Regions from separate parts of the Mus musculus genome. Here region 2 is linked to region 1. Evidence: chromatin contacts called from public HiChIP or PLAC-seq data. All regions are on one chromosome and are shown on one strand. Each heading gives the region's core, a stretch centred on a gene start, on an enhancer-like site or on the middle of the called end of the contact. The rest is flanking DNA. Distances are from core to core; before and after follow the strand shown.

Region 1 (7,146 bases), core at 1,591-4,090:
GTCAAGAAGTTACAAAAGGCAAATGATAACAGGGAGGAGAGAGGCCTTAGTGAGAGAAGGGATAATAGAACATATGTGGTACAAAAGTAAGGGAGGAATTCTGGGAGTTAAAGGTTTCTGCAGGGATGAAAGCAGGTTATCAAAGGAGAGAATAGGGTGAAAAACTGTATAAAAACACCTATGGGAAACAAGGCATTTGCATGGAAGTACCCTGCCTCTGGTAGACAATGCTCTCCCCAGAAGACATCGATCATTAAATGAAATTCTTAGTGACTGGTGTGTGATACCTCTGTATGAATTACTAGTCAGAGAAGCCCAAAGGTCCACAAAACATCACATGTTGGTTTGTTCTTAGTGGTCCACCAAAATAAGATTGTTGAAGACCCCATACACTTTGGTTGAGAACAGAGAGAGATTAAGGTGGAACAGATCTGAAAAATGTCTCCCTGGTGGCTTTTATAATGTCAAAAGGTGTATTGAGGCTGCTGGGGAGGAAAAGTCATTGATGGACTTACTCAGTGCCAATGAGCATTACCATATTGATCTGCTGTGTAAGATAGGTCCATGCATCCGATAGTGACATAAATGTTATGGTGGTAAACAACCACTTTATGACTGGATTTGAGACCTGCTCCACAGGAGGGAACTGGTACTGTAAACCTGGTCAATACTCAAGGCTGGGGAGGACTGCCTTTCTAGGGGAATCTTATACTGATGTTTTCCTATCAGGACATGTTGTTAAGCTGCCTTCTAAATACTTAGGATTAATGCTACTCTCAACCTTAGTCAGGGACATTTCTTTCCACTGTGGGTAGCAGTCAATGTGCTGAGAATAAGTGTTGAGTGTTCAGCCTTGTATTGGTTCCAGCAAGGTGCAGGGGATGCAGTAGAAGAGAAGGTGACAAGAATACAATCCTAGCAGATGAGGAGAAGCACTGTGAAGAGCTGTCTTCTGGACATGGTAGAGCCCTCCTGCCTTCAGAGAAGCTGTGGTTAGTTGCAGATGATCAAGTCAATCAATAATACCAGCATGGGTAAGGAGGGGCTTGTGGGACGCCAGCCCTAACTAAGATGCTACAGGCAATGGATGGGTACTGGGGACCAGAGAAAAGAGAACATGAAGACAGGAGGTATAATATTGGGGAGTCCAAGGCAAGTCTCAGGGGGAAATAGGAGAGCAGATATGAATAAGACACTATTGTATTTGTGTATGGATTTGTCAAAAAATATTTAAAAATATAAATACATGAAAAGAGGAGTTGCAAAAAAAAATCAGATCTTCATGGAGGATGGGGAGAAACTAGAGGCCTCTTACTGCTTGTAAGTAAAACTTTTAAAAATGTTAAACTTTGGGCTGGAAAGATGTCTCAGCAGTTAAGAGCACTGAGTGCTCTTCTGGAGGTCCTGAGTTCAATTCCCAGCAACCACATGGTGGCTCACAACCATCTATAATGGGAGCTGATGCCCTCTTCTGGTGTGCCTGAAGACAGCTACAGTGCACTCATATACTTAAAATAAATATTTTTAAAAATGTTTTTATTACATTTATTTACTATGTGTGTGTGTGTGTGTTTATAAACACGTGCTTAGCATAAGTATGAGACCAGGGACCATCCGACATGATTAGACCATTTCCACCACGTGAGGTCTGGACACCGAACTCAGGCTATCAGGCTGGGCGGCAAGTGCCTTACCTGCTGAGTCCTCTGTTGGCCTGCTGAAAAGGGAAACATACATACCCACGTTTCAGAAACTATAACTCTAGGTGCGTACCCCAAAGGAGAGAAAAACTTCAGTATACAGAGATTTTTGTAATGATGATCATGGGAGCATTTCTCATAATTCTTTTAAACCAGAAAAAAAAAAAGCCCTCTTCTGATGAATGTGTAGTGCTATATGTTGGTACAACGGAATATTATTCAGTTTTAAAGAAATGAGCTGAGGCATGATACAATATGGATGGATCTCCAACACGATACAAGGGAAAGTAAGGCAGACACAAAAGACCACAGGTTCTGTGGTGTCTTTCAGTTGAGGGTCTATCTATGAAAAGTTAATGAGCAAGTTCCAAAGCAGATTAGTCTTTGCCTAGGGCTGGAAGAAATGACTGAATGGACAAAGGGGATTTTCTGATGAGGTGTATTTATTCTATAAATATATATTATGAAGGGGCTCCATAAAGTCAGTCCCAAACAGACTAAAATATATAGTTGTAGTGAATATTAAGGTATATAAATTATACCTTTAAAAAGGGTGCTTAAAAACCAATAGACTCTCTCAAAAATGGCAATGGTATTTAAATGAGTGATTCAATAAATTGAGAAATATTTCAAAGTGTCGAGGGTGGTGCTCAAGGAAGACTTGTTATCGTGGAATGCCCTCTGTGTTTGACGCTACTAAGAGACCTGTGGTCAGCCATCTCACAGTTGGCTGTCACACTCAACTTAACCTCAGCCTCTCAGCTGCTTCAGATTCTCTCAGTTAAAAAAAAAAAAAGACGTATTTATTTTTATTTCATGTCTATGAATGTTTTGCCTGTGTGTATGTATTTGTTCCATATGCATGTCCAGGGTCCATGGAGGTCAGAAAAGGGCATTGTGACCCCTGGAACTGGAGCTATGGGTGGTTGTGAGTCACCGTGGGGGTTCTGGGAATGGAGTCTCCTGCTCCGCCAAAGCAGTAAGTGCTCTTAACCCTGAGCTCCAGTCCCTGATTTAATCACCACGGGACTATTCCTCTTGGGGCTGGGATTATTTTTTCCTTAGCTCTCTCTTAGCAGTCAGAAAGGACGGTCCATTCTTCCCTCTGACTCATCTGCTTTCTTTTCCACGTGGCAGGAGAAGAAAAGAGTTTTCAGTCACATCTTATGTCTCTGTGTCAGCAATTCAATTGTTCCCTTAGCAACCGTCCTTTTACTGCTGGCTTTCCCAGCTACAGATGCAGCAGTGCTCTCAAAGAGCTTAGATCACAAAACAGCTTGGGCCATCAGCGCCGCCGTGCCAGAAGCTGCTTTCTAAAAAGGCCAGTGTCTTTCAAGAGCAAATTATTTTTAAAACAATATTCAAGCCGAACATAGCATTTTTAGGCAAAGGCGACTATGGGGACACCACCAAGGAGAGATGCCTTTGAGGCGGGCTTCACCAAGGGAGGGTGCGCAGCCACCAGCCACGCTCACTGTTCATCTCCTTTCCCCGCGGACATTATGGGTCACAGGGGAAATCAGGAGAAGAGGGGAGGGGGCTGGCACAATGCAAAGCTGGCGATTCTTCTGCACACGGAGGGACTGAAGCATTATCTGTGCATGTGAAGCATAGATTTACCATTTTCTCGTCTCGTTGTTCACAGGAGCACTCTGCCCTTGACAGAACAGTCATCCTCCGGTACTTGGGGAGAATTGATTCTGGGAGGCCCTTCTCCTAAATATCAAGATGTGTGGATGCGCGCATCGTTTTCTTATGTTTACAGGGAACCTGTGCAAACCACCTGTCTAATTTAGTCAACTCCAGGTCACAGGCAATGCCTTAAACAACGTCCCATATTGTTTAGGGAACACTGACCTGAAAAAGCTTGCCCTGTGTTCCAGGAATTCACATCTCTTTAGTTTTCCAAATATTTCCCACCTGCAGCTGCTTGCCCACGGATGCGGGGCGCAACGTTCTCTTTAGATCGGAGGCATAGTTCCCTGTAGTATTTCACAATGGAACTTTTCCAAGAGCTGGCGTGAGGAGAAGAGAGGCCCTATAAACATCACCAGTAAGCACCAGGGTTTTGGAGTGAGAAAAGTGGAGCAGGAGCAGGGGAGATTGGTAACCCGCGGATAGGGTAAACAGAGGCAAGTGTTGACCTAGTGGAAAGAAATCTGGGAATACACCCAGGCATCAACTCAGCTCAGAACCCCACTTCTAGACCCACATAAAGAGAAGTCTGATGGATTCGGCTCTTCTCCCCTGGAGCCAGTCACTTGCTACTAGGACAGGATCGGGATAGAGAAAATTAGCGCAACTGCTCCGAGCCCAGCCCTGCCAGGTGGACTGGGAAGACCCAGGCCAGTCCCATGGAAGAGGCTGAGAAGATCTCTGCCTCCAGGAGTGCTTTGGCCACTAGGACCCCTACACACACACACACACACACACACACACACACACACACACACACACACACACACACACACACATCAGGCCAGGTTTGTAGGAAGGCATGCTGCTAATTCCTGCTGCTAGTGCACATGAGAGAAGACAGCAATGGAACTATTTTTCTTTGAAAGAAACAGAAATAGAAATGAGATTAGGCCAGCAGAATGGCTCAGGTCATGGAACCTGACAACCTGAGAAGGAATTTGCCTCCTACCCACTGGGCCAGTTCTGCGGCTGGTGGAAACAGAAGCCATGATGGGTAGGGATCATGCTGACGGTATCAGGCAGAGAGGGAGGGAGCAAAGGCAAGGTCATAGTCACTGGTCATGGCTAGGAGAAGAATCTGTATGCCTTTGGGGCTCTCTGGAGTCCTTTGATGGGGACTGTCAAAGACATCTAAGCCTGGTGAATAAACAAATAGGCTCTCAGAAAGTCCGTCCCAGTCTGTCTGTGCCAATATAAAGGAACCAGACGCTATAGGGTACTTCTCAGCAGACAGGGAAGGCTGAGTCCCTTGGTCACGTTTGATCATCAGCTTTCTCTTGCAAGCAACTAATGAGTAATCACAAGCAACCCCAAGTGTCTGCAGGAGGGAAAACCAGGGAAATGTTTCCTGATTTGCCTTTGAGTCTCAAGAGAAACCCAGCGCCGCCGACTAGCCTGCAGATTGTGCTATAATTACCTGCATTTCTCTTTCATGGTTTGCAATAGATCCTTCAGAGACGGCCTCGCCCACGCTCGCCTCTGAGTGTAAGGACCACACAGCAGGGACCTCAAAAGCATCTTGGAGAATCCCAAGGCCACGAGAGGCTGGTCTGTAAAGATAGAGGATCTTGGCTTTGTAAACACAGTAGAAACATGCGCCTGTGGGTTTTCTGGAGCTGGAGGTGGGGGTCAGGGGTGGCAGGTGGGAAGACTCACAGATACAGGTGTTTCACCTAAGGAGCTGCCAGAGGGTCTTTCTCGACACATATCCCAAGGACCTGACTTCAACACGCTTATGGTAGGCCCACGTACCTGCCCATGGTGGACCAAAAAGCTGCAGCAAGGTCACATGGTACACACTCCATCATCTTGGAAAAAAAACATAATTTATGCTTATTGAGCAAAGTTTTCTCTCCGCTCCAAGACTGCCTAGACGTGAAACGAAACTCTCCAGTGTTTCTAACTGACCTAGTAACATTTTAATGTGTTTCCATTTTTTTAGAAGAATCTGATTTTTTTTATTACATCTATTTATACTGTGCATGTGTATATTCACATGTGTGGAGGTCAGAGGACATGAGTGAGTGGCTGCTGTCCTTCTGCGTGGATTCTGAGGATGAAACTCAAGGAATCAGACTTGGCAGCCTCAGCCCCCAATATTTATAAAGAACACTTTGCCAGGTTTGGGCTTCCTCCTGGCTGAATTTTGCCATTGTAAAATCTATTCCAATAAAGAGGCAAAAGAATCGCAGCCCTTTCTCTTTAAACCATGTGCCTTGTACTTCCCAGAGACCTTTCTGAGCTCCCAGGAGGACAGTAGCAAAAGGGAGGCTGTAAGCAGTGCATCCATCCTGAAATAAACGTGCAGCAGGCAATGCAGGGAGCCCAGTGCAGCCAGGGCAGGGGCAAGAGCCAGGGGCGCCCTGACTCCAGTCCCGACATCACCGGGGAGATGGTGCTGGCACCAAATGACATTTTTTCCCTCTTCTGAATGATTTCAAAGGGTTGTAAGGAATCTGTCATACAAAAAGAACGTATAGAAACGTTATGAAAACAATATCCACTTGCTCTCCCAAGGCCATTTTTTTTTTTGCATGTGTGTGTGACAGGAGTATGGGTAGGTAGTTGTGTTCCAATGTGTGTGGCCGCACATGGTAATATCAGGTGTCTTCCTTGATTGCTTTCTTGCCTATTGAAACAGGGTTTGTCAGTGGACCTGTTTCTTGTCTCTCTACGAAGCTTGCTTTAGGATGTATCTTGTCTCTGGCCCGCTTCCAACTATTAGAAACACAAGTGACCACCACAGTTACCCATCTTTTACCTGGGTGCTGGGTACCTGAACTCTGGGCCTTACGCTTGGACAGGAAGCGCTGTCCCCTCTGAATCATTATCCTAGCCCGTTAAGACTATTTTATAGGTGGATGCTGGCTCTGGCCCTGGGAACAGACAGGCTCTAGAGCTATATAGCTTGAGTTTGACTCGGACCTCTTACACTTCTTAGTACATAGCCTACAAGTGCCCCAAGCTTTAGCTTCTTTAGGGACAGTGATTTTTCACTTTACTGGAGGATTAGTGTAACTGTTTTGGAGAAAAGTCACCTAACACAATGCTGCTTGGTTTAGAATAAGAGGCCAGTTACGGTATTCATAGTTTCTGTTGTCACTTAACAAAAATGTGTCAGTAAAAGGAATAAGAAAACAAGAATGATTTGGAGGGGTGTATTTAAATACTCTGCTAAGTGCCAGAGAAGCAAATTCATAGGTTAGGCATAGATATCAACATAATATAGTCATCAGTGTTGGCTGGCTAGCTCTCTGTTCCCTTCCTGTTCGCTTGAGTCATTTACCAACCTCAGTGGCACCAGTGGGTTGTGTAAGGCAGAGAGATGTGCACAGGGCTCTTTGCTGGTGATGATGTAGCTAAACCACGATTTGTCCCTTTCATCTGCCTTGAACCGTGTAAGGGGTTGACACAGATGTACTGTAGCCATGAAAGAAATTAACTGCTGTAGCTACGGCGTCAGGAGATACTAACAAACGGAGATACGTCTCAGGTTCTTCCTGCATACTGAGCCGCTGTGCTAGGCCAGGCTGCCTGCATTCGGGTTACTACCTAAGATGTGTTTTTAGTTTACTGCTAAAATCGTCATCCATCTGAGGGGGAGAGCTCTGTGGAAAGTTTCAGAAATGCTCTTCTCACAGAGAAGCAAAAAATGGAGTCACTTTGCCTCCTGTCTCAGGAGCACACGTGTGTGTGTGTGTTCGTGTCCCCACGAGAGTACGTAATGTGCATGGTATTCACGTGGTAG
Region 2 (6,732 bases), core at 1,030-3,529, 210 kb after region 1:
CTCTACCACACACTCTTGACCTCCAGGCCTAGACCCTAATTTGCTTTCACTAGCAGGCATTGGGACTAGTAGCCACTTTGCTAAGTATTTTATTTTTTTGTGTATCTTGTATCTCATGTATCTTGAGGTTCTCTTTGATAGAGAGGAAATGAAATCCTTTGGGAAGGAGGAGATTGCTATGGTACAGTCTGGCTCCAGCCTGCTTGTTAACAGCAAAGCTAGCATAAATGTTTGTGGTTGCCTTTCCCAAACTGCCCCCACCTGCCTGAGTGAGGCGATTGGAAATGCAGCTATTTGGAGAAGTTGCTACTGAAGTGATTGGGTCATTTTTTTCTGTGTTAAATGCCACCAACCCAACAGAACAGTAGCTGAAATGATACACTGTTGTAATCTCATTGTTATCGTATACACACTATCCTATCGTATATACATTATATGGGAAGTGTGTGCTCATCTAGTTAAGTCTCAATGTTCCAAACGGAGTTCTATATGGAGAAGTGATAAGATTCAAATGTATTACACTCTTGGCTTTGGAAATAGTATATTATTTTAGTGGTTAGCCATCTGGCTTCTCAAGTATGTTTGGCAGAAGGCAGTCCTGACATTTGGCTTCCATCTTTTAGGCTGCAGATATCTGTGATTCAGGAGAGAAGGGCACAGACCTTGCAAGGCAAAGCTAGTGTGGTGGATGATCGATCATTCCGACTACTTCTCAAAGAGGGCGTCTGCCTGCTGAGGGGCTAACGTAGACCATGTCTTCGGGAGTCAGTGCTTGCTCACTCTGTAATGAAACTTTGGGATATTTGAAGTTATGGTTTCTCTTCTTTAGCTTAAGAGCCTTGTAAGCATCTCCTACATTATAGAGAGGCTAAAGAAGGAACAAATGTCTGTGTGTTCTCTTCTTAATATAATCAATCAAATATCAAGGTAGTTAGAGAAATATTAATTCAGTATGGATTTAGTCCTAAGCCAACCAAAGTATTCTTAACACTTGAAAAGTTAATTATCACATAAATATTTTAAAAATTCGCATTGAAATTAGTCCCTAGTGAAAGTGTAAAATGTAACGCGAAGCTCTCCCGCTTCGGAATGCTTTCCTAAGTGTATCCAAGTTCATGGGAATGTAAAGAGCTTGGCTCTGGTCCCTTTTGGTCTGTGATATTTATTTGCAAGTTTTTGTAATAAAGTTAATTAAAAATTAAAAATTCAAAAAACTTCGTGCAACTTGTTTACCTCTTTAAGACGAGGAACATAGGGCATTGTGGGTAGAATTGCTTTACAACCCACTGCAGGTTCTTTTGTGAGGCGAAATGAATTCTCCAAACAATATCCTTTGATTGACTTCAACATATCTTATATTAAACTATATTTGGACCTAAGCCATAATTAGTACATAAGGAACTTTTAAAATTAATGTACACTTGTGACCTATAAGATTAATTTAAAAATATTTAACTCAGTATAAAATATTCATTCATACTTATTTTCAGATTTCCTGTTGCATTTTGGAAATACTTCCTCTGTTTCTTTTTCTTTTTTTCCCTTTTCTGTACTGTTTGTGTCACTGTTTTGCCCACCAGGAATGAAATAGAGGTTTGATCTGCCACATCCGCTTGTATCTGATGGGCTGCACATCCCCTGATATAGACAATGAACTTGAAGATGTTTGGGAAAAACTGATCTGTGCTGAGCATACACAGACCCTGCTTTCCTTGTCATTCCCTAGGCAGGATGGCATGGCTGTTTACGTGGCTTTTACATTATGTTAGCCTTGTGAGGACTCTGCAGCGCATTTAAAGTTCACAGGTGGATTTGTGGGTTACATGCAGATGTCGGGCCATTTTATATAAGGCGTTTGAGCCTTCTTGGAACTGGACATTCACGAGTCCCCACAGACACTCAGGGACTGCTTTGATTGTTTTCCTAGTGCCACTGTTTGACTAATTCTTATCCCATAGTTGACCTTTTAAAAAAAAAAAAAACTCTGTGTGTGTGTGTGTGTGTGTGTGTGTGCGCTTATCTTCCTTTCTGTAAGAGATCATGAATGCCAGTGCTGAGCCTAGGGAAAATATCAAAACAAACACGACCTTTGATCCTTCCAGAGATAACCATCATCTCTTAGTCATACAGATAAAATTTCTTAGTCATATCTAACCATAGATACACACGTGCACTTTGCCAGAAATTGTTAAAATATGTGTACACAAACTTGTATCATTTTAAGGGGAAAAGGGAGCTCGGTATTGCTTCAGAGTGGTAGCTCTGCTCCCTGGATTCTTCACAGGGACCTGTCAGTCATTCTAGAGCCAGCACCTGGCTCAGGCTCTGCCGTGACATTTTCAGTTGATCCTTCCTTGTTTTCTTGGCTAGTTGCCCTTCAAACAGAAAGTTCATCGCCTCTCCTCAGCTGCTAATGTGATTTACTTCGTGTGTCTAGGAAGTCAGGATGGTTGCTGATTTTATTGTTTAGAGAGGACTGGCTTCTTGGTCTGAAGCCAGGGTGTTCCCAGCTGATAGAAAACGGAACCCAGCAGCCCCCATTTCAGAGATTGCCAGGCTTATGACTCAAAGATACTTTACAGGCCAGGTTAAGCAATTGTTAGGCCCCTCCTGGCACACGTCAGATGCGATGATTGTCTATTGATTGTAATCCAAAGATTATTTTGGCCCTCATCTACAAACACAGATGCCTTTTGATCAGGAAAAAAAAATGCATTGTGATAACTAACCTGCTGCCTGTACTTGAAAAGTAGTGTCTGAATTAGTGACTACTGTTCTGATTCTATGTTAGAATGTGTAATTTCCTTAATTTTCAGAACGGGAAGTGCAGTATGTGCTTTCTGAACTCAGACCCACAGCAAGCAGTTGTTTAATACAAATGAAAAGGAGATAGTGGCTGAGCTCTGTACAGTGGCAGTGTTACAGTATCTTCCCCCAAGATGAAACATAGTATCATTTCTCACAGGTGATGGAGAGCCACCTTGTCATAGAAAAGGGAGACCTAACTAATAAAGCCTTTGAACAAGCAAGCAGTTGTCCAGATAGCCTGGAAGATGTTAGCACCAGTGGCTGAAAGCTGTCAGGAGCCTCTCGACACCAGGTCTTATTTTCTTAGGTTCCTGACAAGTACCTGACCTCTTCATGCCTACACCAGCCGCACTTCAGCTTCTACTCAATATGAAATACCTAGGAGTGAGGAAGAGTGAGCCTTGGCAGCCAGCTCATTAGGGTGGATTGTTTTCTTTACAGATAATTGGCATCCTAAAAGGAGAACTCGTTTAAATAAGTAGTTGTAAAGCATTTTAGTTGGGCATCAGCAGTTGTGCTATTTGTGTGTGTGTGTGTGTGTGTGTAATACTCCAAGAAACTTACTATTTTATCAAAAGGCACAACTCTAAAAATGAAACCTACTGACGAGTTTCTATGGCAACCACTCCTGAAATGTATCTGGCTGGTGTGTGTCTTTTCATAATTTTTCTTTGCATGCTTTAAGGAGTTCCTTGAATTTTTGTTCCTGTGATGGGTGGATAGATGGATAATTGACAGAGGGAGCTACATTTCCCTGGGAAGAATTTAAGACTTATGAAAATTCCATAGATTTATAAGGAATATTATTTTGTGCTTAGCATAAATAAATTTGACTAAGGAAGATATCTATTGCTTTGATTTAGTCTAAACAGTAATGAGGCCCATTAAGTATTAATGCATGACCAATTGCTTTTTAAATTCAGACTCATTGGCTGTCCCTGCAAGACCTTGTTGGGTGTTCCACTTTATTCTGTGATCATTCCACACACCCCCACACCCCCACGCCCCTAACACACACCTTTTTCAGAGCCTTCAGTCTCTGTCTCAATGGCGCTCTGCTCTGGACTTAACCTTCTCTATAGCCTTCTTCCTTGTCAGAGGGTTTGTGGCCAGAACACACGGTAGATCTTGATATTTCCTAACAGGTTCATTCAGAAAAGTTGGCAAGAAGGGACTGTGGTGTAATTCGGTGGTTTGGAGGGGTTGTTCTGGGAGACATTTCTGTTCTCTCAAGCTCTGTCATGCTACAAGCCCAATAGATATGGCTAGATGCTCTTGCAATACAAAACATGCTCACCGAGAGTAGTGGTGTCACAGCGAGCTCTCAGCACTTATCTGGTTAAAACCAGAAGGAACCATTCTGTGAGGTATCTAAAGTGGCAGGAAATAGAGGGAGTCTAAGGAAATAAACTATCCTGGGCCCAACAGCTGGGGAATTTTGTGTGGCTTACAGAGAAGTCAGAGAACCAGGATGTCTCTGAGCCTGTTAGATACATTTGGTCCTAGCAGCATGTAGTAGGAAATGAATATTTAACTTTGAAACACTTTTTTGTACTTTAAACTCCTCCCAGGCCTTAAAAACACTCTCCCTGATGTTCCTGGGTAAGGGAGAATAGCTTTGCCTAGGCTCCTGGCCACATAGTCTCCAGCTTTAACATTTAGCCCCAGTCCCTTCAAGACACAGACAGCCTTTTCCACTCAGCGATCAGAACTTGGTGATTTGCTTAGCCTAGCTGGCCAGGAATAGGCCCTCTATGTCCGTGCTACCAGGACTGGGATTGCAGCAGTTCACTGTCGCTCTGCCTTTAGTGTGTGCAAGCCCTGGGATAAACTTCATCCACTGAGCCTTCCCCACAGCCTCATGCATCGTCTTGGTGTGACTTGTTTAATCACAGCAACTTCTATAAATCAGCAGCTGTACTAACCAAGACTTTTTCTATTGAAAAGTGCAGACCACTTAGTGCTTTGTTATATTTGATATTGGGCCAGGCAGCTGGCTATAGCCATGGTTGTCCCCTTTGATGGACAGGAGCAGCATTTCACAAAGGAAGCAAGGCAGAGATGAGCAAACAGAGATCACAGCAGGCAGTGGAGGTTTAGAAAAGGTGAGATCATTGGCCCAGGGTGGCTTAGCTGGTAAGTGGTAAAAGTCAGACTGGCTTCCAAAGCCATTCGGAGTCTACCATGAAAGACATGAGCTTTATGCAAGCGTGCATGGTACTTCGGCCACCTCATTAGCATTAGGATATGGGACTGTTGGCCAAGATGGCTTCCCTCATTGCTGCTTGTCCTCAACACCTACAGTGACACCTTCAGTGAGCGATCAACTGTACCTTGCTATCTTTCTTCCAAAACTGTTAGACTATTGTATGGCCAGCTTCATTCATTTGACATTTTTATTGCTTTCCACTTCAAAAAGCAACCTTTTTCTTGACTTGGCCTCTGATTCTGGAGAAATCTTGACTGAGGTCCTGTGAACAGACAAGAGCTTTTCCAAGCTGTTTTCGTGCAGAGCTCTGCCCTTCCAGGAAGTGTCTCTTCATCAGTGTTCATCAGTTGAGGCAGCAGACTCTAGACATGGCATGTCTTCGTGCTCACTGTCACCTCTCAGTCTTACTGTATGGACTCTCAGGGGGCGTGCTGCATGGAAGACAGCCTAGACTTTGCTCTTGATCTGTTTATGAAGACATTACAGTGTTTTTTCAGCATTCCTGGAATCAGTGACTGAAGCTCTGACCCTTGATGTGTTTAGTCTTTACATGTGTTCATCTCTACATCAAAAACAGAGGAAGCCACAGGAAATTGCTGCCTGTATTTCCAGGAAACTGAACTACATCACCAGCTGCCCAATCTGCACAGCCCAGAGTACCCTGGTGCAGGCATCTGTGGCTGATGAAGGTGGAGATAAGGAGACGAGGAGTGGGACTCTCCTCATCCTGTCGCTTCTCACTGTAGGCCCAGGGAACGCACGTAGAATGCATGTCTGGGCTTAAGGAAAATTAAAAAAAAAACAACTTCAACCCTCAGTTTCTGAGAGCATGAATACTGGGTGAAGCGAGCTGTGTCCTGTGCCTGGCACACGCCGTTACAGTACTACTGTCTCATCACCAGGGACTGAAGGGACATCATGTGAGCCTGTGGACGGAGTGGGGACTCTAAAGACAATAAGCTACACTGACCACCACTGTTTTTAAATAGTTTTTAAACCACTATGTTTATGCTGACAGTGGTTACAACAACTGCTGGTGTAGTGAGTGTTGCCTGTGGAATACCAGGTATTTGGTAAGGACTGTACAAGCGTTAATTAATCACACAAACTCTTCCAAAGCGTTCTCTTTGTCATTCCAAATTTCAGATTTAATACTTGAAACTGGCCCATGGTCACATAGGCATTGAGATACGCAAATTTAAACCTAACTATATATATTTTCAGGCCAGTCGACCTAGGGGATTTTTACTAGAGGTGGTGTCTGTAAGTACATGCAGATGGAAACCCACCAGCGCTCTCTGGGACAGGCTGGGGAGACACAGAAAGGACTCTGGTGCGGGTCTCACCTCATAAATTCAACAGGTGATCAGAACGAACATGAGACTTTCACATTGCTATGTGAATTGAATCGAATGTTCTTCATGAGCATATAGTTTCCCATCCTTCGGACCAACGTGAGACAGACTGGATCAGCAGTCAGCAAAAGCAGTTGAGGCTTAGCTGAATAGTAGCCTGAATGAGTCACTGCAAAATGATTTCATTTGGGTCCAGAGATGCTGCCTGTTAAACAGACAGCAGAAAGGAAGAAAAGTGTCTAAGAATTAGACACAACAAAAGGACATTTAAGGACTTGGTAGAAACTAGATCTGAACTTTCTGGCAGCTTTTCTGAGGATAGGAAGAAAGGGAAACTGGTCTTTATTTCCTTTTGTTTTA

What was found. HiChIP or PLAC-seq counts read pairs in DNA pulled down with a chosen protein or histone mark.
Region 2: a contact with region 1 is called in an H3K4me3 HiChIP or PLAC-seq map of forebrain, with 4 times the contacts expected there. The contact joins two enhancer-like sites. A contact is called at or near these places in 2 of 484 Hi-C or Micro-C datasets (CD4 T cells and cortical neurons) and 4 of 115 datasets of contacts at active chromatin or transcription factors (CD8 T cells, embryonic stem cells, forebrain and 1 more).

Annotation. Positions count from the first base shown.
Region 1 is chr4:32,071,906-32,079,051 of GRCm38.p6, forward strand. No RefSeq gene overlaps it. Among named protein-coding and RNA genes, the nearest start is that of Gm52717, 85 kb to the right of the region's middle. Within about 2 kb of position 2,841, at least 107 of the 459 cell types and tissues checked have an H3K27ac peak or open chromatin away from gene starts, as enhancers often do. A contact at or near this core is called in forebrain, where this site is marked.
Region 2 is chr4:32,286,037-32,292,768 of GRCm38.p6, forward strand. It overlaps a transcript of Bach2 not described here. Among named protein-coding and RNA genes, the nearest start is that of n-TGccc3, 59 kb to the left of the region's middle. Within about 2 kb of position 2,280, at least 83 of the 459 cell types and tissues checked have an H3K27ac peak or open chromatin away from gene starts, as enhancers often do. A contact at or near this core is called in forebrain, where this site is marked.